2 separate regions of the Pan troglodytes genome follow, and region 2 is linked to region 1. Evidence: chromatin contacts called from public HiChIP or PLAC-seq data. All regions are on one chromosome and are shown on one strand. The core of a region is the stretch at or near the end of the contact, and the rest is flanking DNA. Distances in the headings are between cores, read along the strand shown.

What was found. HiChIP or PLAC-seq counts read pairs in DNA pulled down with a chosen protein or histone mark.
Region 2: a contact with region 1 is called in an H3K4me3 HiChIP or PLAC-seq map of stem cell-derived excitatory neurons, with 4 times the contacts expected there. The contact joins the promoter of TAF10 here to the promoter of TRIM3 in region 1. A contact is called at or near these places in 1 of 7 Hi-C or Micro-C datasets (stem cell-derived neural progenitor cells) and 1 of 1 datasets of contacts at active chromatin or transcription factors (stem cell-derived excitatory neurons).

Annotation. Positions count from the first base shown.
Region 1 is chr9:10,619,335-10,626,151 of NHGRI_mPanTro3-v2.0_pri, forward strand. It overlaps TRIM3 (tripartite motif containing 3), which reads right to left and starts at 3,344. Exons shown (of 12, transcript XM_016920266.3): 1 at 3,176-3,344. ARFIP2 (ADP ribosylation factor interacting protein 2) reads right to left here. Exons shown (of 8, transcript XM_063782708.1): 8 at 5,905-6,654. The coding sequence ends at 6,499.
Region 2 is chr9:10,758,391-10,765,074 of NHGRI_mPanTro3-v2.0_pri, forward strand. It overlaps TAF10 (TATA-box binding protein associated factor 10), which reads right to left and starts at 2,594. Exons shown (of 5, transcript XM_016920279.3): 1 at 2,335-2,594; 2 at 2,041-2,195; 3 at 1,765-1,829; 4 at 1,566-1,680; 5 at 1,222-1,388. The coding sequence starts at 2,566. The coding sequence ends at 1,299. ILK (integrin linked kinase) reads left to right here. Exons shown (of 10, transcript XM_054661992.2): 6 at 1-10; 7 at 101-222; 8 at 313-412; 9 at 525-655; 10 at 839-1,249. The coding sequence ends at 988. TPP1 (tripeptidyl peptidase 1) reads right to left here. Exons shown (of 13, transcript NM_001013007.1): 9 at 6,379-6,448; 10 at 5,816-5,936; 11 at 5,545-5,703; 12 at 5,240-5,365; 13 at 4,920-5,060. The coding sequence ends at 4,920.

The DNA.
Region 1 (6,817 bases), core at 2,094-4,593:
TAATTCAAGTGGAGAGGTCCAGCTGGCAGTTGGAAAGATACGCTGAAGCCTAAGAGAGAGGTCTGGCCTGGAGACATGAATGTGGATGTTGGTGCAGAGATGGTTCCTGAAGCCATGGACGTGGATGTCATTACCCTGAGAGGGTAAAGAGAGAAAGCAGGGCCTATCACCAAGCCCCAAGGAACCTCAATATTTAAGAGATAGGCCCAGGAAGCAGAGTCTGCAAAGAAGATTGAGAAGGCACAACCAGAGAAGCAAGAGAATCAGGAAAGAGATGTCATGAATGCCAAGGGAGAAGAGAACTTCATGAACAAGGGAGTGAAATGCTGCAGAGGTCCCATTATTTAAGCCCCAAAGAGGCTTTCATTAACCTCAGAGCACGTGGTTTGCAGGGGATGGAGGACAGGAAGCCAGATGCAGGGAGTCAAGCAAGAAGCTGATTGTGAACAAATGAAGACAGCCAGTGCTGACTCCACTAGATCCTGGACATCTGCAAAGGATGTGTTTCAAGGCTTTTCAGTTTCTCCAAATTCTCAAATAGCATTAATTTTCCCCAGGACTTCCTCCTACAATCTCACACGATTCCCAGTACACATGAGTTACACAGTTGTGAATGGAGGTAACCAAGGCATTGTTGAAAATGGATGCGAGAGGTCAGCTAGGCTCATTTGCTTGCTAAAATAACTCACGTCTACTCACTAGCTTTCAGGTTTATCTGATCATTTGAGACCTCAAAAAAATGACAAATGACTGCAGGTTACAGTCTTTGGGCTTTCTCTGAAACAAATGAAGCCTTGGATGAGGCAAAGTCCTTAAAGCCAATGAATCCTTTAAATAAGATTGGCAGGGAAGGAAAGCAATGAAATTCATGGCCATCTCCCCCAACATTGCCAGACTGAGTAAAGTGAATGAACCATTCAATCAAACTTCTCTGGGCACACTGTGGGCCAGGTCCTTCAGCTGTGAAATAGAGACACAAAGCTGAATTAGACACACTCCCTGTCTTTCACAAGTTTTTAGACTAATGTGAGAAACAGAAATGGAAACACGTAACTACAATGTGATAAGTACCATGATATTGACATGTTCAAATTGCTACAGCAGCAAACTGGAGGAAGTACCTAACTCTGAGGATGGTACAGAATAAAAAAGGCTTCCAGAGGAAGGGGTATTTGAGCTGGGTCTTGAGAGACAAACAGGACATTGATACGTACATTGGGAAAACAGTGAGTAAAGAAACAGAAACATGAGAAACTAAGAAATATGGAACAGATGGACAAGATTGCGAATCTCCAAAAGGCAGAGGTTATACATGATGCTTTTACATCCTAAAAGCATAAAAATAAATATGCTAAAAATAAATAAATCTAAATAAATAAATAAATAAAAGGCACCACCACTCACCCACTCACACAAGCGAGAACCCTGGTAGTCTTCTCAATTACACCTTTTCTTTCACCTTTCAGATACAAGCTATGACTACATCCTCAATTCTGCCTCTGAAATTTGGCTAGGTTTAAAAAGTTAGGAGATCTAGGATCTAGTCCTAACGCTGTAACTAACTCCACTAACACAAGGTGAAACTCTAGGTAAGTTCCAACCCCATTCCCTTATTTGTAAATTGGGAGAAGAGGGATGTTTTCTCAAAATCTGAGATTCCCAAGGTTCCCTCTCAAGCCAAGGGCCTCCACAGATTGTACCATGAGCCCATGATTAAATCCCATCTTGTACTACCCGATGATTTGACTTCTAGTTTCCACTGTTAGGCTAAATGTGTTAGAGGATGGTCTTAGTTGCCTCCCCTCCACACTCCCCCTGCCCCCTCGCCCCCGTAAATAAATGTTTGCTGAGTTTTAAGTCACCTGTGACACTCTATGAACGCTCTCTATTCTAACCATATGGTTTTTCTGCTTTTCTGAACCTGGGCTATACTATCCCAACGATGGACTCTTTGCTCAAGTTCTCTCGGCAAGAATGCCATTGTCTCCTAAGTGGCTGTGGCAGTACCTGGCACGCAGGAAGTACTCAGTATATGTTGGTTACAGGAGAGCTCTGTTTAAATCTCTGCAGTTCCCTTTCATCAGAGAGAGATGCAAAAGTAATGGCAGTAACAAGACAAGTGAATAAAGTCCCAAGAAGAGAGACCTCTGCTTAATATAAGGAAGCTTTTCCACAGCAGAAAGTAGCAAGTGCTCTGTCACTGGAGGCATACAAGCCCAAGGAGGCAGGGCTACTGTCAGGCCTGCAGCTCTGATTCCAATTCTGCAGCAAATCATCCCCTGCTTAGGGGATGAATGGGCACCAGTGAGCTAGACAGACTGGCCAAGGGAGACCTGTGATGTTTTCTGCACCTGCTGTGACCTCCCAGATGTGATCTTCCTGCTAGGGCCAGTCCTGAGTTTCTGTTGTCCACATCAGAGAACCCCCACACCAAGAACAAGCCCAGGGCCTGCCCTCAGTCGAACTGACCTCCCTGGGGTGCAGCCTGCCCCTCCAACCTGCAACCATCTGTCCCTGCAGGTTTGCAGCCCAGGATCTGAAGCCAATTCCAGAAGGGAGGAGGTCAGAACCAGGGAGGGGCCTGGGGTCCTCCAGGCAGGGCTCAGGCTACAGGAGAACCAGAGGGGTCCTTTCCTACAAAAAAACAGCCTCCACATGAGGCTTTCTGTCCACAGAGCAGTGCATGGGGAGGAAAGGGTGTCCTCCATCCTGACTGGTGGGCCTGTGGGTACCAGGGATGGAAGGGGCGGGGGGTGGGGTAGGGTGGGGGTGGGGGAGCAAGGGGTGGAGGTGTCTGCACCAGGGAGAAAAGAGCCCTTCAGACAAGATGGGCCACAATATTCCAGAGTCCCACTCAGCACGCACCACCACCACCACCCTCGGCCGCAGCGTTCAGCACCCTCCGCCAACACACACAAGCTCCCAAACCCCGCGCTCCCCCGAGGAACCATCACCCATCCACCCGCGCCTCCCCGCCTCAAAACAGGGACCTCACGTGAGCAGCCACAGCCCGAAGAATCCCCCTGCTGCTCTCACGGACATGGACACGCCTCACGTGGGCAGAGAGAGGCACAGCTTTTGAAAATCATCTGTGCCCCCACCCACAGACGCTCCGACCCAGACCCGGGCTGACAGGAATACAAACGCACCCTTGGGGCCCGCCCGTCGCACTCACCGCGTTGGAACAGGATGCGAGGGCAAAGCCCGGACTGCGGCCACTCTGAAGGGCCCGCGGCGCTGCTACTGCTGCCAGCGCCCGTCCGCCCGGCCCTGCCCGCGCCTCCGCCTGTCCCCGCGCCGGCGCCGCCGCCGGACTAGCCGCACAGGCCGGAGGGAGGGGCCGGGGCGGGGCTGCGGACCGGCCGGGGGAGGGGGTGACTCCAGTAGGGAAGACCCACCCACGCCCCGCCCGCCGCCGCGGAAGCCCCGCCCACCCCGCCTGCCCACCCCTACCGCACCCGCACGCCCCCCCCGCCAACGCCTCCACCTCCTGCGGACGCTGCCTTCTTGGTGCTGCTAGGGAGCCGGCGAGCCGGCGAGCCGGATCCCGGATCTCGGATCCCGGATCTCCGCCAGCTGCCTCCGGCTCCGGGAAGGGCGGTGTAGTCGGTCTCAGGGATTGAGATGAGACTCCGTCAAGAAAAGGCAGCTGGGGCAGCAGGGATTTCGGACTCTGGGAGCCTGTCTGGGCCGCCTGCCTCCTGGAGGCGCCCTTTCCGGCTTCCTTGGAGTGCTCCTATGGAATATGCTAGTCTATCGGCTGACCGGGAAGACGTAGAAACCGTCTGTACCTCAGCACGATCTCTGGGCGGCAGAAGGGCAGTACCCAGAACTCTGGGAGAAGGAGTTAAGGGGTATAAAGGTGGGGGATTTGATTAGGCTTTGGGCGCTTCAGGAGCCCCCTCCTGAGGAAATTCTGGTTCAGACCATCCAGCGACTCCCTTCCTCACACCAAAGACACTGGACAATTCTCAGAATCATCGCCTTGTGCAAAAAGCAGCCCCAAGTGGAAAATAATTGTAACAGTTTACAGGGACTGAGTGGTTATTATGTGCCAGACACAGAACTAGCCACTTTACATATATTATTTAATAGTCAGCAGATAGCATCTTTTATTAGCCCAATTTTACAATGGGAAAAAATAGGGATCTTGCTCCCCAGACGTTAGCCCTCATCACTCAGCTAGAAAGTGGCAGAACCTGGAGTTGAGCCCTGTTTTTAGGCCCTACAACCAGCATTTGGAGACTCAGTACCTTTCATGTTGAAAAATCCCCAGTGGCCCATTAAGTAGCAGCTCATATAAGGACCACCTTCCCTGCCCCAAAAATCAAGCTCTAGTCAGATGATTGCAGGCTGACCAAAGCCCAGAAGACTGTCTGGGAGCTGCAGTATCCATGACAAAGGGCAAAGTCATGCCTGTGAGGATCCCTGCACTATGGGAATCTGCTGAGTGGGTCTTCCCCTTCCTCCAGCCTTCCAGAGGTGGGTAGAATCCTGAAAAATTCTGGTTTCCTTGGCCAAAGGGCATACAGGTGATGACACCTAGCCCTGACTAAACCAAAGTGCTGTTAGGGATCTTTCTTGTGACCTCTCCACAAGGTTCAGATTTAGGCTCAACACCTGGGTGCAGCAGGAGCTTTGGGAACCGCCTCAACCTCTTATCCACCTGAGTTCAGCACATAGCACAGGATGCTCCAGTGCTTGTGAAGGAAACCCAGACGGGGATCATGCTTGCAGTTTTGGGCTGGGGCTACTATACTACCCAAGATGAGGGAACTGGAGTCTAGATGACACTATCTTAAGCCTCAGAGGACTACTTTTCTCAACTCTATACTTCTCCCATGCAGTCAAATTTCTGCTTAAAACACTTCTCAGCTCCTTCTCCAGAGGGCAAAAGTCCTTAACCAGCCTGCAGTCTTCATCTAGCCACTCCCTCTTTATTTTTCATTCCAAGTAATTCCTCCCAGTTCCTACTCAGAGCCTTCATTATATGCTAGCCTCTCTGCCTGGGATGCTCTTCCCTTTACCCTGCCTGTTTGTCATCTACTCACCCTTCAGGTCTCAGCTTTTTTTTTTTTTGAGATGGAGTCCCGCTCTGTTGCCCAGGCTGGAGTGCAGTGGCGCAATCTTGGCTCCACTGCAAGCTCCGCCTCCCGGGTTCACACCATTCTCCTGCCTCAGCCTCCCGAGTAGCTGGGACTACAGGACTACAGGCGCCAGCCACCGTGCTGGGCTAATTTTTTTGCATTTTTAGTAGAGACGGGTTTTCACCGTGTTAGCCAGGATGGTCTTGATCTCCTGACCTGGTGATCCGCCCGCCTCGGCCTCCCAAAGTGCTGGGATTACAGCAGTGAGCCACCGCACCTGGCCAGGTCTCAGCTTTCAAACTGACATCCCCATTTCCACCCCAGTCCATGCCAGATGCCCCTCCTTTGTGCTCCCACAGCGCCCTCTGTACTTCTGTATCCTAATACTTATCACTGTTTTGTAGTTGCCTGGTTACTTGTTTCTTTCCCCCAGTAGGCCCTAAGCACTGTGGGCAGGGACCGTGTTTTATTCACTGATGTTTCCCCAGGGCCTAACGCAGTGCCTGGCAAATGAAAGCACTCAGTAAATATTTGCTGTATGAATGAATGCATGATGAAGGTCAGCAAACCCAACCCCCTCTGGATCTGGTGCTCTTAAGATCCATAGCTATCTTGGTGCTGGCTAAAGGACAAAGCTTTGGCTCCAACTGAGGCTGGGAGAGAAGATTGGGCCTTCAAACCATCTCTGAAACCTGTGACTTCAGCTGCCTGGCCCCAGCTCTTTTGACTTGATAGGGTTCTGGTGTTTGATTAGACTGAGCTTGTCTCCACCCAGGCCACCCTCCTAGAGTCCCCGACAAATTGACCTCGCTGGGCCTGCTTTTATGAAAGGTTTATTCCTAGTGCTAGATCCCAATCTTCTTGGGCTCTAAGCACAATTAAACTGGGTGGGTGGGTGAGGGTAGGCCTATTCAGATGCAAGGCCAGCAATGGGGCTCCCCATTATCCCCACCCCTTTGGTCCCAGTCCCCTTCTCTGCAATGGGCACGCATAGAGGAGAGACAAAGGGTATTAGACGCAACATCATTGGCCCAGGGGAGTCCGAGAAGAGCTGCCATTGGCTGACAGGGCATTTTCAGGCTCTGTCATTGGTCAGGGAGCACACCCCAGCCTGAAGAGTGATGCCATTGGCCAGGGAGTGGTTTTGTCATAGCCGTTGGCTGTGAAGTGGAAGGAAAAGATCTGGGAATGAAGCCCTGTGGCCAGGAAGATAGACAGGGCAGCAGCTTCTGGGCCTCCAGGCCCTCTTCCCACCATAGCAATGTGGGCAAAACTGGTGTCAGGCCCCAGCCAGAAAAAGGAGCCCAAGCCAGAGGGCAAGTGACAAGGGATGTACCATGTCCAATCTCCCACACCCTGGGGCTGCCCTTCCCAATGTCTTTCTTGATAGCCAAGTTGGGCTGGGAGCAGCTCACTGCTCCTCTAGCCAGGAGGGTTTCTCAGCTCCTGGAGGCCGCAGCTTGATGTTGAACTGCTGCAGGGTCTGCTCCAGCTGTTTCTGGTTCCCAGCAAAGTAGGCGGACACGGCATTGTGGAAGAGCAGCAGCTGCTTGTGCATCACCTTGATCTGGGGGTCCAGCAGGGTCAGCTAAGGCTGGACTCAGGCGCCCTTCTTGAGGGTCTATGAGCCTGAGCCCAGGCACAGACCAGGGGCACAAGGACTCTGCTCTGATGGTGCTTTTGGGGTAGGGGCTGAACTCTACCCAGGGAGTCAAAGGAGAAGGGTCTGA
Region 2 (6,684 bases), core at 1,344-3,843, 140 kb after region 1:
GAAGGCACCAGTGAGTAGGGATGTTGAATTTCCTTGGGGAGGAAATGGCAGAGAGGGTGCATGAGCCTCTCTGAACTATTTGACTCTTGCCTCCTCTCAGATTTCGTCGTGGACCAGAGCCAGGCTGTGAAGTTTGCTTTGGACATGGCAAGGGGCATGGCCTTCCTACACACACTAGAGCCCCTCATCCCACGACATGCACTCAATAGCCGTAGTGTAATGGTGAGGCCACAAGCTCACTCCTGGCCCAGGCCCCAAAAGCCCTTTGCCTATCTATGACTTACCTCCTTCTATCTGTTTTCTCTTCCTCAGATTGATGAGGACATGACTGCCCGAATTAGCATGGCTGATGTCAAGTTCTCTTTCCAATGTCCTGGTCGCATGTATGCACCTGCCTGGGTAGCCCCTGAAGGTGAGTGAAGTCATCATGTCGGGAGGTAAAAAAGGACCACCTCAGAAGTAGTGGAAGGGGGCAGAGACAGGCCAGGCCAGGGGGCCAGAACAGACAAGCCCTATCTCTCCAGCTCTGCAGAAGAAGCCTGAAGACACAAACAGACGCTCAGCAGACATGTGGAGTTTTGCAGTGCTTCTGTGGGAACTGGTGACACGGGAGGTACCCTTTGCTGACCTCTCCAATATGGAGATTGGAATGAAGGTGAGAGCACAACAGCATACATTTGTGTTGCGGGAGTGGTTGGTGATGGTGAAAATAACTGTAGTGGGCCTTGGCTCCTCACATATTTGTTCGGATATACAGTAATCCTGTCCCAAGGGCCAGTGGCTTCTCTCTACATGACAGACTCAAATTGTGAGGCTGCTTTTTTTCTTGTATTCGCAGGTGGCATTGGAAGGCCTTCGGCCTACCATCCCACCAGGTATTTCCCCTCATGTGTGTAAGCTCATGAAGATCTGCATGAATGAAGACCCTGCAAAGCGACCCAAATTTGACATGATTGTGCCTATCCTTGAGAAGATGCAGGACAAGTAGGACTGGAAGGTCCTTGCCTGAACTCCAGAGGTGTCGGGACATGGTTGGGGGAATGCACCTCCCCAAAGCAGCAGGCCTCTGGTTGCCTCCCCCGCCTCCAGTCATGGTACTACCCCAGCCATGGGGTCCATCCCCTTCCCCCATCCCTACCACTGTGGCCCCAAGAGGGGCGGGCTCAGAGCTTTGTCACTTGCCACATGGTGTCTCCCAACATGGGAGGGATCAGCCCCGCCTGTCACAATAAAGTTTATTATGAAAACAGGCTGGTGTGGGGACATGGGGACAGACAAGTACATTTAGGTTGGGTGGCTCAGGTGAAGTAGTGCGGCTTCTTCACATTGATGCCATACTCGCTGAGGGCAGGGGTCAAGTCCTCCATGGTTAGAGTGTACTTGCGGTCCTGAGGGAAGAGGGAAGAGCACCAACTGAGCACAGGAATCCCGGACTTCAATCCCAGATGGATGACCCTGAGTAAGTCTTACACCTCCCCTACGATTCAGTTTCCCCAAAGGGGTGGCAGGATAAGCCTCCACTGTTGTGGAAGGTAATTACTGATTCATTAAGCCTCCCCTCACACCTTGCTCTTGCTCCGGGAGCTGCCGGAGGCTGTGCCCTTCATTTTGCAGTGCTGTAGGGCATCATTGGCAATATCTGAGATGAATTTCTGGGCAGCTAAGGAGATGAGCCGAATTCTAGGGAGAAAAAACTTAGATGAGAAGGAGATGGACAACATACTGCACAAGCACCCAAAACTAACCTGCCCTGGGTTTACTCACATGCGTGGGTCTGAGGCCTCAAAGCCAGCACGGTTCAGGTAGTAACCAGTCACTGCATCTGGGATCTGAGAAATCAATTAAGAGAACTGTCAGCAGAGCGGGAGGAGGGTGAGGGAAATGGATAGGCCTGGTTATCAGGAAGCTCACAGTTTGGGTGAGCAGAGGGCAAACACAGAAGAGCGACTAGGGGAGCAAATGTAAGAGAACGCCGAAAAGCACGATGTGGCTGAAAGTTTTGACAGCAGGCTAGGTGGCCTTGTTCGGGCGGAAGCCCACCGTAGGCGTGTAATCTTCCAGCTGCATCAGGAAGTCCACCAAAGGCGTGCTGGACACCACGGGCTTCACGTCTCCGTTGGCCGCGCTCGGCAGTACGTAAACCCCGTTAGATATGGCCCCCTCCGGGGGCGCCGCGCCACCCGCCGACACCGGAGCTGGAGGAGAACCAGCAAAATGAGACACAGAGGTGGGAGGCGCAGGGCCCCAGCTAGGTCTGTCTATACCCTCTGCCCTCACCCGCCGCTGGACCCAGTCCAAGACGCTGCCCTCGCCCTCACCCGTCCCGGCCCTCACCCGCCCCACGCCGCTCAGCTGGCTCCCCGGCCCGCGCCGCCAAGGGTCCCGTGCCCCCAGCAGCTGCTCCAGCCCCAGGCCCCCCCGCTGTCCCCGCGGGGCTGGCCTTGTTCTCCGCGGCGGTGCTGGAGGGCAGCGCGGCGGGAGCCGAGACCGGGGGCGCCGGGCCCGGGGCCGAGGCGGCGGAGGCCGGCGCCGCCTCGGGGTCCGCGCCGGAGCCGCTGCAGCTCATCGGGCCGGTGGGAGAGGCGGCGAACAGAGCCGCTTCCGCTTCCGCTCCCGCCGCGCACACCCCGGGGTGACGTCACGCGCCCACGACCCGCCCCGCCTGTCTCTGTTAGTGCTCTCCAGCCCGCTCCCCGCCTCCTCCCGTAGTGCATCTGCGGGTTAGAGGAAATAGGCTGCAGGGCGGAGACCGAGCCTTGGCGAACTGCGCTGCCGTAGCCATTCCGCCCTAGCCTCTGCCGTGCTCCGCGGCGATTCCGTCCAGACCGGAACCAGCGTGCGTCCGGCTCTCCTCCGCCGCTCTGGGACATCTCATTCTGTCTGACGCTCAAGACCTGGCTTCGAGGTTTATGGCCCTACGTCCCTCGACTACGAGTTGCCTGCCTGTCTGCATCCTTTCAAGTTCCCTTATTCAGCCTTTTAAGGATTCATAGTGGATTTGGAAAGCCCCCTCTCTTCTCCACCAACTGCCCCGAGAGGTGGGGGCAGCAGTGGGGCGGCACACAGTGCTGCTGTAGGAGGAGGAGTTTCAGCCTGAGTCAACAACATATTGCAAAAATCACAACGAATGAGAGGCGTGAGGTTTTCAGTGTAGCAGACATTTAATTCTTATTTGCCAACTCCTGAGCTAGGACCTGGGAATACAAAGTTAAATAGGACACGATTCTAGTCCTCTAGGCACCAACGGTCTTGGAAAGGAAGGCAGACAAGTAAACTGGCCATTTCAATACTATGTGGTCGTTACAATGCTAGAGGTAGGCACAGGGGGGCGCAGTGCAAGGGAGGAAGGGCGTTAACATCTGCCACCTACTTCCAGGTGCCAAGCACTGTTATCAACATTATTCCACTTTATTCCCTGGTGATTATGAAAGGCAGGTATTGATATTCACACTTAACAGACGAGGAAACAGCCTCAGGGAGATAAGCTTACTTGACCCAGTCTCTCTCCTAGTCCATATCAGAACCAAGATTCAAACAGGTTTTGTTTAGAAAATCTAGGATTTTTCAGCCATACCAAAATAAAGTAGCCTCAGGGAATCAAAACATTCACGAAAGAAGGTGACTTCTGAACTGAGTCTTGCAAGAATTCTGGAAATTAACCTGCCAGTTGTATCAGGGGTGGTAAGGGGACGGAACAGCTTGAGCAAGAGTGAGAGTTCCTTGGGGTTTGGGGAGGGAGGAGGAAAAATGATTTTTTACTTAAGAACAAATAGCAAGGAAGGTTTGTGAGCTATGACTGGGGGGGGAGGGGAAAGCCTGAATTCTATCCAGTAATCCTTGAAGGGTTTTCATCCAAGTGGCCTGATGGGATTTGCATTTTACTCTGGAAGATGACTTGGGGATTGGCAGGAAGTAAGGACACTTTTTTTCAAGAGAATATAGCCCTAAACTAAGGTAGTAGCAGTGGGGATATAAGTGGATAAGTTCTAGATATACTTGGGAAATATCATTGGAAGGACTTGTGGACTGATAAAGATATATTTAAGATGTGCAGTCAGTAGGACTTGTTGATTGAGGACTTGTTGATTGAAGGTGGGATGAAAAAATGACACAGGTTTCTGGCTTGGTTGGAAAAAGCATAGCATCATTTACCAAGAAGAAACGAGATGGAATTGTTTGGGGTTGGGAAGGTGGACGATGAAATGTTGAGTATCACGCGTCTTACATTTGAGGTATCAATCATTATTGGATAGAAAGTCTTATTTAGTGAGATGGTAATGGTTGTAGATGTCAGTGATTTGTTCCAGGGGACAATGAGTAAACTGAGAAGAGCAAAAATCTACAAATGGAGCAATGAAGGTCAGCATTCCATGAAGAAGCAGAAGTTGATGAGAGAGGAAGACAAGAGTAGTCAGAGGAGTTAAGACCTGGAAGCTAAGTAAGGAGAGGGAGTGGGCAACTATGATGGAAAGGCCATAAAGCAAAGATTGAGAAGTATGCACTGCAGGCCATTGTTTCTGGATGTCAGGGTAGGAAAGAGTAAACGGTGACAGTAGAGGTCTCCTTGCAGTGAATTGGGGAATGAATATCAGTGAAATAGTGCACAGAGTCTGTATACAACCCTTTGGAAAAGCCTGATTGAAAAGAGAAAGATGAGATGCGGAGGGAGAGGCATTCAAAAAATGGTAGTTACAGCATCTTATTGAGGAATCTAAGGCAGGACTAGGGAGACCTGAGTATGATGGAGCATGTTAGGGTTGGGAGTCAAGTCAAGCTCACAGCATTTCAGGGTTAGGGAGATAAGCTGTCTGCAGCAGTCAATAGTTGAGGGTTCAGCAGGGCTTCCAATAGGGCAGAATAAGGGACTGAACTGCCAGCTTCAGGGCAGGGGACAAGCCATCTCTCCTGATAGGAAAGGGTCAGGGGTTGAGTAGAGTCTTCAGCAAAGCTGGGAAGTTGGGTGTTCCCCAGCCTGTTACAGGATCCCAGCCAGGGCCAGAGCAGAAACCCTGGCCCTCTACCTCTTCATCCAGACAGGACTCATGGCAGCCACGGGTTACCTAGGGAGGAGGCTGGCATCAGATCTGGGCCTACTAGTACCAGTACTTAAAGAGTATATCTCCTCACCCTGTACTCACATTTCAGAGGCTATTCCACACCACCCTAACTGCCCCCAAGTCCCCCTTAGCACTCCCCATAGTTGTTTGAAAACGTCCACACCCTTCCCTTCCATACTTACATCAAAGAGTCCTGCCCCATGCTGCTGGTAGAGCCTTGGGTTGAGAAAGCCAAGAGGAGGGCGGCCACTAAGGATCCTGTGCTCATTGATCAAGGATAGGATCCCCCCAAACACTGGAGTAGAGGCCTACAAGAGTGAAGGTGCAAGTAGAGGTCAGGCGTTCTGAGTGATTGGACTTTTTGGAAGTGATGCTTTAAAGTATCAGACATCTCTAAGGAGTCAGGGGTTCTAGGTGCAAGGTGTTCAAGGTGTTAGGGGGTAAGGGTAGTTCCTGAGTGAGAGTTTGGAGATGGGCTGATTCTCACCGAGGTTCCGGACACCCATGGAATGGGCACTCTGTTGCTGACCACCCAGTAGCCATCGGAAAGTGCAGCCACATCTGGGTAGGCACGGCCACTGGCATTGAAGTAACTGGATGGTGGCAGGTGGGGGCTAGAGCTCAGGAACTTGGTTACAGCTTCCTCCTGAAAGGCATTTTTGAGTGAGTATTGGCATGTGGCCTGCCCAGCAGTCAGCTGAACTGAGGATCCCCCATCCTCACTCTTACCCTGCATCCATCCACACAAACACATGTACCTGGTATGAAGGCCGTGGGAACACATTGCTGAAGCCACCACCACTGATATAGTCAACAATTTCATTTGTGATGAGGAAAGGTTCCTGGAAGGATGTGCCTCCCACTGTGGTGACATAGGGGCTGAGGGGAGAAGACAGCATTTGGATAGTAGGGGACCCAAGGGGACCTCCAAGATATGTGGGGAGGGGTGCGTATAGCCCAGGTCTTGCTGGAGGAACTAGACTCTGTGGGGAAGCATGTATGTGGGATTGACTAAGAGATTTTGAGCCTTCAAGGCATGGCCCGAGGTGACTGTGCACACTTTTCTCTACAGAACACCCACCAAATCTTCCACTAAAATGCCTGGGAACTGACGAAAAGGAACAATGGGAGCTGTATCCCACACAAGAGATTTGGGGCCTGGGACCTGCAGGAAGAAGAGACAGGAGTACAGCAGCCAGGGCAGGCAAAGCTTAAGGCTGAACCACAGGAGCACATGGTGGGGTCAAGACAAAGGTTCTACATCATGAGATCACAAGTGAAAGGTGGTGGTTATACCTGATTGGTAGGCTAGAGTACTTACCTGGAGGCAGGGAAGGTAGGGCGGAACTGGTGTCTTCCAGAGACAGACCAACACCCGGCCCCACTGTCACCTGAGAGAGACCAAGTGTAGCATTCATATTAATTGGTTAGGGCTTAGTATTTGGGTTCGGATGTCAGAGGGGAAATTTGTTACTGTAGGAGGTCAGAGTGTAGAGGTCAGGTCAGTGGTCCCTACTGGAAGGTCTGAGTTCAGATTATGAGTCAGAGACCAGGCTCAGGGATCACTGTGGAGTCAAAGCTCCCAGGTTGCAGAGGTGTAAGCATTGTCTAAGTTTAGGGTAGGAGG